Regions from separate parts of the Gossypium hirsutum genome. Here regions 1 and 3 are each linked to region 2. The links are chromatin contacts, called in public Hi-C maps. All regions are on one chromosome and are shown on one strand. Each heading gives the region's core, a stretch centred on a gene start, on an enhancer-like site or on the middle of the called end of the contact. The rest is flanking DNA. Distances are from core to core; before and after follow the strand shown.

Region 1 (3,586 bases), core at 161-2,660, 65 kb before region 2:
CATGTTTTAGAATTTAGGTATTTATTTGTTAATTTTCATCATTTCAATTCATTCATTTCTTTCTTTCTTTTTATACAATGCAATTTTCTATTCTTAACCCTCTAAATCCTTAAATAAAAGGAAAAGTGTAAACGCTCAAGCTCACATCTTCCTTATTATCGCAATAGCATTGATGTCAATTGAATTAGCGCTCAATCAACTTAATGCATTTTTCTTTATTTTTAATATGTTGCAATTATTGTGTAAGTTAAGAAGGATGTTAAATGAAAATTATGGAGAAATAAATGGCAAGCACTACGACTTGAAGGAAGCAATGTCACGACAACATAAAGGAGCAAATCCACCTGGTTAGTGGATAAAGTCATGACTTCCAAGCTTTTTATGGCATTCTTTCTTCCAAACGCCGCAAAACGAGGTTGCTAGTAGCATTCCCTTAATAAACACATCTAAATTTTTAAAATTTATTAAAAATTGGTATTTTTTAATAATACAATCCAATCATATATAATTTCACATATATATAATATATACTATATAATTCATAGATAGCAAAATTAAAATATTTTATACAAAGCAATTAAGTTCTAATACACTTAAAAAATAACATACATTAAAATATTTTAATGTATCATTCATACACTAAAATATTTTAGAAAGCGTTCCAAAGCACCAATACCCACATTTAGGGGGTTGTGTTTGTAGAAAATTGGAGAAGTTGGACATGCAAGGTGGTAAATATGATTATGTTAGTGTCTCAAGGGTTGCAAAGTCTTTCTTTTTCATTAAGAAAGTCTTTGTCAAAGTACTAGGGAGATTGTAAGCTTTTTAGTAAAAGTAGGGGGCTAGGTTTGTTAGAGTTTGTTAGCTTGAGTCATGTATATAAGCATTGCTTGGTTAATGAATTTTGATCATCCTTCTCCATTTTCAGTTTTTATGCCTTCAGTTAGCTCTTTGCTGAAACAATGGTGGTATCAATAACCTTTTTTCTTGAGGGACCTATGAGAGAAGCCCTGTGAGAATCATGAGAGAAAAACTAAGAGATACACTTGTGAGGAATTGAGAAAAATGGAATTAGGATCAAGCAACCTGTCTATTCTAGCCCTACTTGTGTTTGATGGAGAGAATTATCAAACATGGGCTATGAGAATGCAAGCATACATGAAGGGTTGTGATTATTGGAAAGTTGTTGAGGAAGACTATGAGGTGACTCTACTTCTCAACAATCGAACTATGAACCAGATTAAACTGCATAACGAGAGAACCACCAAGAAGGAAAGGCAAAAGAAAACGCTTGCTTTTAAGCTACTATTTCACCAACCATATTCAATAGATTTATGGCTTTTGGATCAACAGAGGAGATATGAGACTACCCCAAGGCTAAGTATTAAGGAGATGAGAGGATTAAGAGCATGGAGCTTTTGAACTTGATCAGAGAATTCGAGAGGCTGCAGATGAAGGAGTCTGAGTCAATCAAAGAATACTTAGACAAGCTGATAGATATTGCTAACAAGGTAATGGTTCTTAAGACGAATCTCTCTGATCGTAGACTAGTGCAAAAAAAACTAGTTTTTGTGCCTGAGAAGTATGAAGCAACAATTTCTTCTTTGGAAAACACCAAAGACTTGACTCAGCTGAGTGTAGTGGAGTTGATCAGTACTTTACAAGCAAAGGAGCAGAGGAGGCTATTAAGGCAGGAAGGAAGCATAGAAGGAGCATTAAAGGCTAAGATGCAGTAGGGTGAAGGAGGAAAGGACCATAAGTGGAATAGGAAGAAGAGTAGTGGCAATAGTGGTTCAGAAGTTACTACAAAAGGTAGTGGTGTTGGAAATTCCAACAAGTACTCTTCATATAAGTATTGTGGAAAGCAAAACCATCTCTATTTTAGGTGTTGAAGAAGGCCAGATGTGAACTGTAGAAGGTGCAACTTGATGGGGCACATTAGAGGTTCTTCAAGGAAACAAGAAATCAATAGCAAGATGGAGCACATGTTGCAGTTAAAGAAGAAGAGGACCAATTATTTGTACGCATGATTCATTGAGTTAATTGGGAGCTTAGGTTAGCCTAAACACATATCCTAAGTTCCAAATGTAAGTGTTTTTATACCTTTGCCTCATTTTGAAAAATGGTGTTCATGTGATGTGTGATTGGATATGAGATGTGATAATATAGCAAGTAATAAGTGAAAATATCAGTATATGATAAGTGGTTTACTGGTTTAATGCACATCTATGTGAACTAAAATGATTGTGGCTCATTGAGCATTGTAGTGGCACTTGTAAGTGCATCAAGTGTGAATGTGATAGTGATGTGGAAATGATGAACGTGAATAGAGAAATTGTGCATAAAATAGTAACTAAACGTGCATAAAAGAGGATACCGGAAAAGTACATTATCGGGCCCCCGTCTTAGTAAACTGAGTCATAAATAATTATTAGAAGTAATTATGAGTTTAGTTTAGTGCTTAATTACGTATTAATTAGGTGAATTTAGTCTAATTAAGAATAATTAGGAAAAATGATCAAATTGAATAAAGAATGAAAGTCTAATTATAGATTAAAAGAAAGTAAAAAGGGCTAAAATGGCAATTAAGCCATTTATATAAAATGAGGCGGCATACATGCATTAAAATCCAAGATTTATTTAAGTTATATATAAATATTACATGTATATAATTATTATAATTATTGACCATTATTATGGTTTTATATTATTATTATCATGATATTGTATTTGTGCCAAATGAATGATGATTAAATAATACATGTGTAAAACATAAATATATACCATTGTAATATATTTTTATTTGTATATTAAATAGATACTTATTATTTTAAAGATATTTATTAGATAAATAATTAAATAATAATAATTATTATTATTATTTTTACATATTGTGAAATGTTAAAATAGTGACAAGTGTATGGTAGTGATAATAAACACGTGTAAAATACATAAAAATACACTTGTAATATATTTGTATATTTTCTTAAACAATAAGCAAAAGATATTTATTAGTTATTAATATATTATAAAATAAATAAATAAAGAAAAATGTATGGTGATGATTTAGTACAAGTGTATTAATAAAATACATACATTTGTAATACTTATAATTAATTAACTAAACATAAAGTAAAATAAAACAAAGCAAAAGAAAAGAAAGAAACAGAATAGACGGAGAGAAACAGAGAAGAAACATGGGAGAAAGAAAGAAAGAAAAAGAAAAAGAGAAAGAAAGGAAAAATTAGTGTTTAAGGTTTTTAAGCTTTAAAGGTAAGTTTAATCAAGTCCTTTTCTTTTAATTTAGATGTTTTAGAAGTTTTAAAACAAAGTTTTGTTAAAAATAAGTTGAGGTTTTGGAAGTTTATAGGTTTTTAAGCATGGTTCATGTTGAATAAATTGTTAAAGTAGGGATTTATTTGATAGAAATTTTGATTGGAATTGAATAAATGATTGAATTGTCAACTAAGCTATAAGTTTTGAATTTTAGGGATTAAATTGAAATAAATTCGAAATTATGAAGATATGATAAAAATTAGATAGTTAAATGTGGGTTTGGCAAGAAATTGAGTAGCAAGAATGTATG
Region 2 (3,643 bases), core at 191-2,690:
TTGTTTTTTTAACCGTTGCTTCTGTTTAAAATTTGTATGGGAGGAGAATTTTTTTTTTTTGTACCCTTGCTCAACTCCAAAATATGTGTGGGAGGAGGGGAGGGGATCAATGTTTAAATATTGGTCTGGAAGGTGAAATTAATATATATAAATGATGTATTGGGGGAGGGGTTGCCGTGACCGATTGTCAGGTAGCATTGCCTTGACACTCTTATTGCTGATGTGACCAATTAGTTATGGCAGTCTCACCCCTAATACATTGCAAAAAAATTTGTTTTTCAAATTTTAAACTAGGGTCGCCACTTAATCGGGCGATATCAATATTAACTGTAAATTTTCAAATTTCCTTTATATTTGATGCAATTACCCGTATTTCTTCAATAAAATTTCAATGTTTCCATACAAACTGATAACACCAATTAAAAAACATTTCTTTTTTCACCTGAAATGATTTAATTATAATTGGAATTCTTTTAAGGGTGATGTCGTCTATTACATGGCCACATCAAAAAACACTATTCAAAACATATTATTCTCATAAGATAAATTTTTTCTTATTTAATTGTTTTGTATTATTAATGTAAAAGAGCCTATCTTTTTCTTTCTAAAATGTCTTAAAAAGAATATTAAAAAGGAAAAGACTGAAATGACTCCTCAGCAGACAAAAAGGAAGCTAACGACACCTCTCCTTTTGGTGATGCTTGTCAATAACCATCAATTATGCAAAAAGGACAAGCTAATGACACTCTCCTTTTGGTGATGCTACTCAAAATTCAGAGAGAAATTATTTAAATCTATTTTTTTTATATTCACATACTCTGCACTAAATGACATATACACATTTCATCTCATGACTAAGGGGCAAAAATAATATATATGAATTTTTTTATTAGTAAATTATAATAACAGTGTAAAGTTCGAATAACAAACGTAATTAGCGCGACTCGAATTTAAATCACACATGGGATAATAAATACTTTTGACCATTAGGCCGTCACATAAGGTTCATATATAATTATATTTAAGTCTATCGAGAGTATCTAATAATAAATTACTCAATACCACTTAGCATTTATTTGGATCAATTACTAATATCTACTAATTGTTTTTAAAGGTATTGATAGGAGCATGGAAGGGATTTAATTTCAAGAAAATATTTCATGATTTAATCAGGGTTGTTATTTATTTATCAATTTTCTTAGAAAAGTGGAGGTATATATAACTTTTCTATCCTTACAATTGACATCAGCTACTTATATTCGAGTTTGAAAAGACTTACAATTGATTAGGGGGGTGGAAGGGCATATTTTGTCCTTGTTATTTTTCTTTCATTAGTTTATTTTTAATTAATTCTAATTTCTATTCCTGTTTCCAGATTGGGTTGAATCACATGCAAGCCCAATCAGCCTCAATTGCACCAAGGCCCAACATCATTCCTTTTGGACCCAACTTGGGGCTTGAGTTATTGATACTAGTGGTGGAGCCACATTCATGATTGTGGACCCCATAAAGAAAAAGTTAAAAGAAGACTTACGAAAAAGTTTTAATTTATATAATTGGTGAATTGACCTCATTTTTTTTTTAAATGAGCCATCAAAATTTTTGAAAAAAGATTATTTTATATAAAAAATTGTTTTCTCCACTACTAAAACTCAAAAACCCTTAGGCCTATTATTTACATAAACATTCATCATTTTTCTTAAATTTCTCTTATTCTCTTGCACACTCTATAATTTTTATATTATATGTAATTAATTTTTCAATACTTTTAAGTAAGTCTTCTTAATTTGATAATAACTCTTCCAAACTTTATTGATTAATATCTAAAAATTTAGGATTGTGACTTTTCTTATAAAGGATTGGGATTTCTATGCAAGATTCTATTTTATTCGTCAAATGATTTTGGAATATTGATTTTGTATGAGATTCCTAATATCTTGATTGAGTAATAACTTTTATAGGTTTATTAATAGAAATACTAGGAGAAATTAAGATTGATTGCCTTTATAGTATCGAATTTCTTGAAAATTGATTAGAAATTTAGCATTTCTATTTATAAAATATTGTTGATAGTGTCATTATTGTGAATCTTGTGTTTGTGTTCATATTGTGTTTGACATATTGCATTCTCATGACACCAAAAAGAACTAAAGTGATTTAATTTGAAAAAAGTCTAAAGAGTTAAGTTTTGAAAACCTTTCAGCCGATCCAAAATTAAGAATTAAAATTACATATCTAAATGATACAATCAACCTCAGAATGGCATGCATATTTGCAAAAACTATATTATCAACCTCACAATCACAACTTTTCAAAAAAAAAAACCAAATTATTAGTTTATACGACCTTTATAATCATTTTAATTTTTCAAAATTTGACCCTCACAATTCAAAATTTCTGGCTCCACCCTTAGTTGATATTGTTTAGATTATCAAGTTAGGAAGTAATGATGTAAATATTCAAAGTATAAACTTACTTATAGTTTAGTGACCAATTTATAACTTTTTAAAATTAAATGACCGAATTGTAAGCTTACTAATAGTTGAGTGACTAATTTGTAACTTTCGAATAGTTCAAAGATCAATGTGTAACTTTTTTTAAAATTGAGTGACCAAAGTACAAACTTACTAATAATTAAGTGATTTTTAGTTTACTTTATCCAAAACAGCAAAAAATTTATTTAGATAACTTTAATTTTAACCAATACAGTTAAATATACAAGAGTGTATGGAGGTGGGTTTTTTTATAAAAATATTATAAAAAAATAAAAATTTACCAAAATATTATCCTTTTTTTTATTTACCAAAATATTATAACTTTTTTTTATTTACCAAAATATACCAAAAAAAACCAAAAAAGAGAAGGAAAAAAAACCTGACAACAGCCTGATCAGGTCAATCACATTGGCGGCACCAATGGTGCCAAAGGACTAAAATGTAACTTTCTGTAGTTTCAAGGACTTGACATGCAAATTTACCATTTTGAATTTTGAAATTGAATTGCTGCTCCTGTGCGTGTGGGGCGCACTAAAATTGAAATGTGGCTAATTGCCTTCTAAGCCCTCCTTATTTATTATTTTCTTTTTATTCCTCTTCAAGTCACTTTTTTATTTAATAAACAAGCCCTCAACCTTTTAATTTAATAAACTATTCTCATTTAATAACTCTATTTTAATTTTAAAAAATTAAGTTAAAATAGTTTACTTAATTTTTTTAAAATTAAAATAGAGTTATTAAATGAGAGAATTCTAATTAAGTAATAACTCTATTTTAATTTAATAAACTATTCTCATTTAATAAGTTATTAAATGAGAATATTTTATTAAATTAAAATAGAGTTATTACTTAATTAGAATTCTAAGTATCTTAATTATCACTTAACTAATATTAGATTTAATTAAAAAATTAATAGAAATACCAGGCAGGCCTTATTGAAAAACCAGAAATAATAATAAAACTGATCACCCATAAATGTGACCCAAATAGAAAAAATAAATTATAATTATAAACTATTATCATCAAATTTAGTAAATTTTTTAAATAAACTATTCTCATCAAATTACTAAAATAATACATAAAATGCGAATTAGTTTATACTTTTTTAAATAGCTTTACTTTAGGTAAAATATATTTACTTTAATAAT
Region 3 (4,043 bases), core at 723-3,222, 110 kb after region 2:
AACGGGGCTTGCTGCGGCGCTGCTTACTACTCTAGGGTTTTTTGGTTTAACTTTGCTTTGGGCCAGGGTTATTTTGGGATTTTTGGTTTAATGGTTTGGGCCTGTATCTATTGTTGGGTCTGTAATTTGGTTATTGGGTCAATTGGGCCCTATTACAAAGACTAAACAATTGGAGAATGGAATTCAAGGTTTTGTTTAAAGCTTTATTTCAAGTGAGTTTCAAACTGAAGTTCTAGAATCATCTTCAAATCTCTAGAAACTTGGAGAGCAGACTCAAGTATGTGTCAAGTAAGACTCTTTTTTGTATTGAAGAGAACTTAAACTAAACAGAGACCCTTCTCATCCTCTCTAAACCACTCTCATAATCTTGTAGCAATTGTAGCACATCCATAGGAGCTTGTGGAAAGACAAGAATCCCATAATGGTTCCCAAGTGCCATAACCGCTATTGCATCTAGCCGATTCCCTTCGTGTTACCTGCACCTCCCATTCCCGTCGAAGGAAGCTAGCAATTTTATTATTTATCAAGTAACTTTGGAGAATTTTGTAATAAGTTTAACCCTCATTTCTAGTAAAAGGCATTGCACATGCCCGAAAATTACACTCCAAGTAAGTCTATTTATTTTACTTTTTTTATTTCTTAGAGTTAAATAATTGATTACTTGGCAAGCAAGTGGCTGATACAAATCAATAAAAATATTTGCAAATGCTACATACTTGCATGTCAAGTAGTTTGAGTAGGTCTTAGAAGAATTAGCTTGCATGCATTGTAAGATAGTTGACTAAATCTTAAGAGGTTTAGAGTTTCTTAACTTGCAAGCCAATTTTAAACTATATATAGGAAGGCATGATCGCCATTAGGATATGTACCTTTGTTTTTGTTTTTTTATTATTAATAAAATTACTCAAGAGAGTTTTTCTTTCAAGATTCAATTATTGTTTGAGCTTCAAAGATTTGCAGCAACTCAACATCAAGCTTGCAACTTTTAACACTCTAATTTGCTAGGTTCATATTTTAGAGAGTTGGTTAGAATCCTATGATTATCTTTGTTCGTTACTCAACCAAAAGGGGCGTGGGAACACTAATCTATCATTTCAATTTCATCCTTATACCTTAAAAGGGCATTTGATCCATAAAAAAGATGGCAGCAGCAACTCAATTAATGAATCCTAACTTACAACTTAATTGCTAAAATGTCTTTGGTTGAAGTGACAAACTCCGACGTTATCCTCACAGCTCTAATCAGGAAAACATTTACAGCAGCTCCCTTGGTTCTAGGTCTCATCATTTTTTTTACATTTAAAGCTCTCAAATACTATGTAAACTCATCCAAGTGGTTGCCCCTTCATCTTGTCCAAGTCTAATCCTTTCAAATGGACCTTTTTTATTAAGTCAGTTTGATTACTGATAAACTAATATAATACACATTATCTAAAGCCAAGCCAAAATACCCTTAAATGGAAGCTCTTCAAACCAACAGATTCCATTTTGACCTGTTTTGCACTTATTTTTATAAGATGGATGCACAATTAGCATATCATGGTAGTAGGATAATTGCCATACAAGATAGTCATGTCCTCGTCCATTTGGGCTCTGTGAAACTAGTATTCAGACAAATTGGCATCGCAAGGCTTTTATTTTCAGTTGGCTGACAGAATAGTGAAGATAAAAAATACACTTTGACCCAAAGTACGATAAGTAATGGCACTGAATACGAGCGTAGAACAAACCAAGTTCAATTGGATGGAAAAAGGGCAGCGAGTAGCGTGCCACCCAAATAAACCTTGGACAATATTATGAAAACTAAACTAAACTAAACTAATCTGAATCTACAACTTTCAAGCATGATGACTACATAACTGCTATAACACCTGGAGGTTGAATGCTTTCGGATGGATTGACAAAGACCAAATGCTGACACCATATACTACCGAAGTTCTTCCTCTCCCCGCACTGAACTCCCACAAGCAAGATAGCATTCATTCACGACGCCCACAACAATCCCCTTTTGGTTGATCTGTACAGTGTGGGGCAAGAATAATGCTCTAAGAGAACATATGGTCTGATCATTAACTCAGGCTGACTGCAACGTCACCTTCTCCGAAGCTGTGCTCTGATACTCAGCACAAGCCTCCGGGGTATCTTCTTCACTAGGTGGAACCAGCTGCCAGAACAGTGATAGGTACTTGTCCCATTCAAGCAAAATCATAGAGCCTTTGGCACTCCCAGTTTTTTCCTTCACCATGAAGATTTAAAGTAAGGACATTGTTCAAGAAAATAAAGGCAAAGCACATAAAGAACTTATACCGCAATAGAAAATCCGACATTTGTAAAAGTAGTTTTTAAAGTTAATGGCAATAATCATTACATGAGATAGTATTGATATTATAATCGTAGTCTTCAAATTGAAAAAGAGAATGTCCTTGATTAATTCACTCAGAAAATAAAGAAAATCAAAGTGTTTTCCGTAATATAAGAAGCAGCAGGGGATAAAATTACAATTAGCAAAAATCATAATAAATGACTATATATTTCTATATTCATATTACTGATTTATAGCCTAGTGTATTCAAGACTTCATTTTCGTTTGGAAAATCTAATACGAATTTTGAAACAAAAGAATAGAATATACATGTGTGCATATATATATATATACATCACAATTCAGCATATAAAAGAAAGGTATTATTGATGTGTTTGTGACAACTATTTGCTAATGGACAAATCACTTAACATTAGTAGGAACAGATTTTGTTTGAAGAATATACTATACAAAAAAACTGTTAATCATCACGATTTCAATATTTAATCTTTTGGGAATCTTGAATTTTTAAAATATTACTTCATATAAAAGAAATTCCTATAAATTTTAACAGCATTTTATACTCGAGGTTTAGATTTTTGAGGGGGGCAGATTAGTTTTCATGTACCATTTGAAGAGCCTAAACTAAATTCACCATGTACATAAGAGAATACTAAAACTTAGCCAGACCACAGTCTTAAGTGGCTCTGCCACTGCCCACTTGTCAGCAAGCAGTGGCTCTTAACCTAAGAAATATGTGACAAGTCAAAGTGTTCATTGTGCTGGTTCATTATGATTGTTGGACAATTCAAGGTGAACTTACAACATGGGCCTCGATAAGGCTCTTAAGCTGCATCTGTCCAACAGGGGCAGTTACTCTTTGGATCTTCACAATTTCCTTATTTACCTGATCAAACATTTATAAAATTGTAAAGATGTGAATCTGAAGGAATATTGATGGAAAGCAAATGGTAATAGTATGATATATTTTTCTCATAGATATTTGATCAATTAGAAGAACCAGAACAAAAACATTACTTTCACTGACTTGCATCCCTATAGATTATACTTATGTGCTACAATTGTCAAAAGTGAAGCAAGCAGACTGGAAATGTGCAAGAGGCCTTCATTGCAAAATCTATGAATCTAATGCTTTGGCTAACAATTGGAAACCTCTAAACTAGAGGAAATTGATGTTCAAAAGGATATTTTTCTTCTTCTTTTAGTAGAGTGTGGGGGAAAAGGAAGTATTCCAAAGTTTAGAATCTAAGAAAAAATATATCAGTAATAATAAGGTGAATTGAAGTAGAAAGAAAGGGGAGAAAAGGCTAAAGCATTAAAATATTTTATAAACTTTGTGCGTGTCTCATGTGACCACATTCTGTTTCAGAGCAGCTGAAGAAATGGGACACAACTGATGACTGATGGCATGCAATTAGTGAAGAATCATTTCCTATGGCAGCAGAGAGGTCTCATCACTAATTAACCACAGCATTTCTAGAAATTATATTCAAGGATGCAAGATTGTTAAATACTTTCCAATGTATAATAAATTAAGAAGCCAGGATATAAGAGAGGAAGATGGGCCACTTCTGCTCAAACCTTGGGCATTAGAGTATCATCCTCATCAAGCATGTATGCTAAACCTCCAGTCATTCCAGCAGCAACATTTCTCCCCACTCTGTCAAAAATAAATGCAACATTCAAAGAATTACATCAATTTTTTTTTCTTTTTTTTTGG

The links. A called contact is a pair of places that touch in the nucleus more often than the background predicts.
Region 1: a contact with region 2 is called in a Hi-C map of hypocotyl, with 3 times the contacts expected there. The contact joins the promoter of LOC107921508 here to the enhancer-like site in region 2. A contact is called at or near these places in 7 of 34 Hi-C or Micro-C datasets (hypocotyl, leaf and seedling).
Region 3: a contact with region 2 is called in a Hi-C map of leaf, with 2.6 times the contacts expected there. The contact joins two enhancer-like sites. A contact is called at or near these places in 4 of 34 Hi-C or Micro-C datasets (leaf and petal).

The regions. Positions count from the first base shown.
Region 1 is chrD01:60,667,710-60,671,295 of Gossypium_hirsutum_v2.1, reverse strand. LOC107921508 reads left to right here and starts at 1,410. Exons shown (of 1, transcript XM_016851353.1): 1 at 1,410-1,736. The coding sequence starts at 1,410. The coding sequence ends at 1,736.
Region 2 is chrD01:60,603,133-60,606,775 of Gossypium_hirsutum_v2.1, reverse strand. No RefSeq gene overlaps it. Among protein-coding and RNA genes, the nearest start is that of LOC107921509, 11 kb to the left of the region's middle. Within about 2 kb of position 1,440, at least 3 of the 9 cell types and tissues checked have an H3K27ac peak or open chromatin away from gene starts, as enhancers often do. A contact at or near this core is called in hypocotyl and leaf, where this site is marked.
Region 3 is chrD01:60,496,685-60,500,727 of Gossypium_hirsutum_v2.1, reverse strand. It overlaps LOC107921512 (ferredoxin-dependent glutamate synthase, chloroplastic), which reads right to left. Exons shown (of 34, transcript XM_041087544.1): 32 at 3,905-3,983; 33 at 3,126-3,209; 34 at 1,608-2,236. The coding sequence ends at 2,075. Among protein-coding and RNA genes, the nearest start is that of LOC107921512, 32 kb to the right of the region's middle. Within about 2 kb of position 1,972, at least 2 of the 9 cell types and tissues checked have an H3K27ac peak or open chromatin away from gene starts, as enhancers often do. A contact at or near this core is called in leaf, where this site is marked.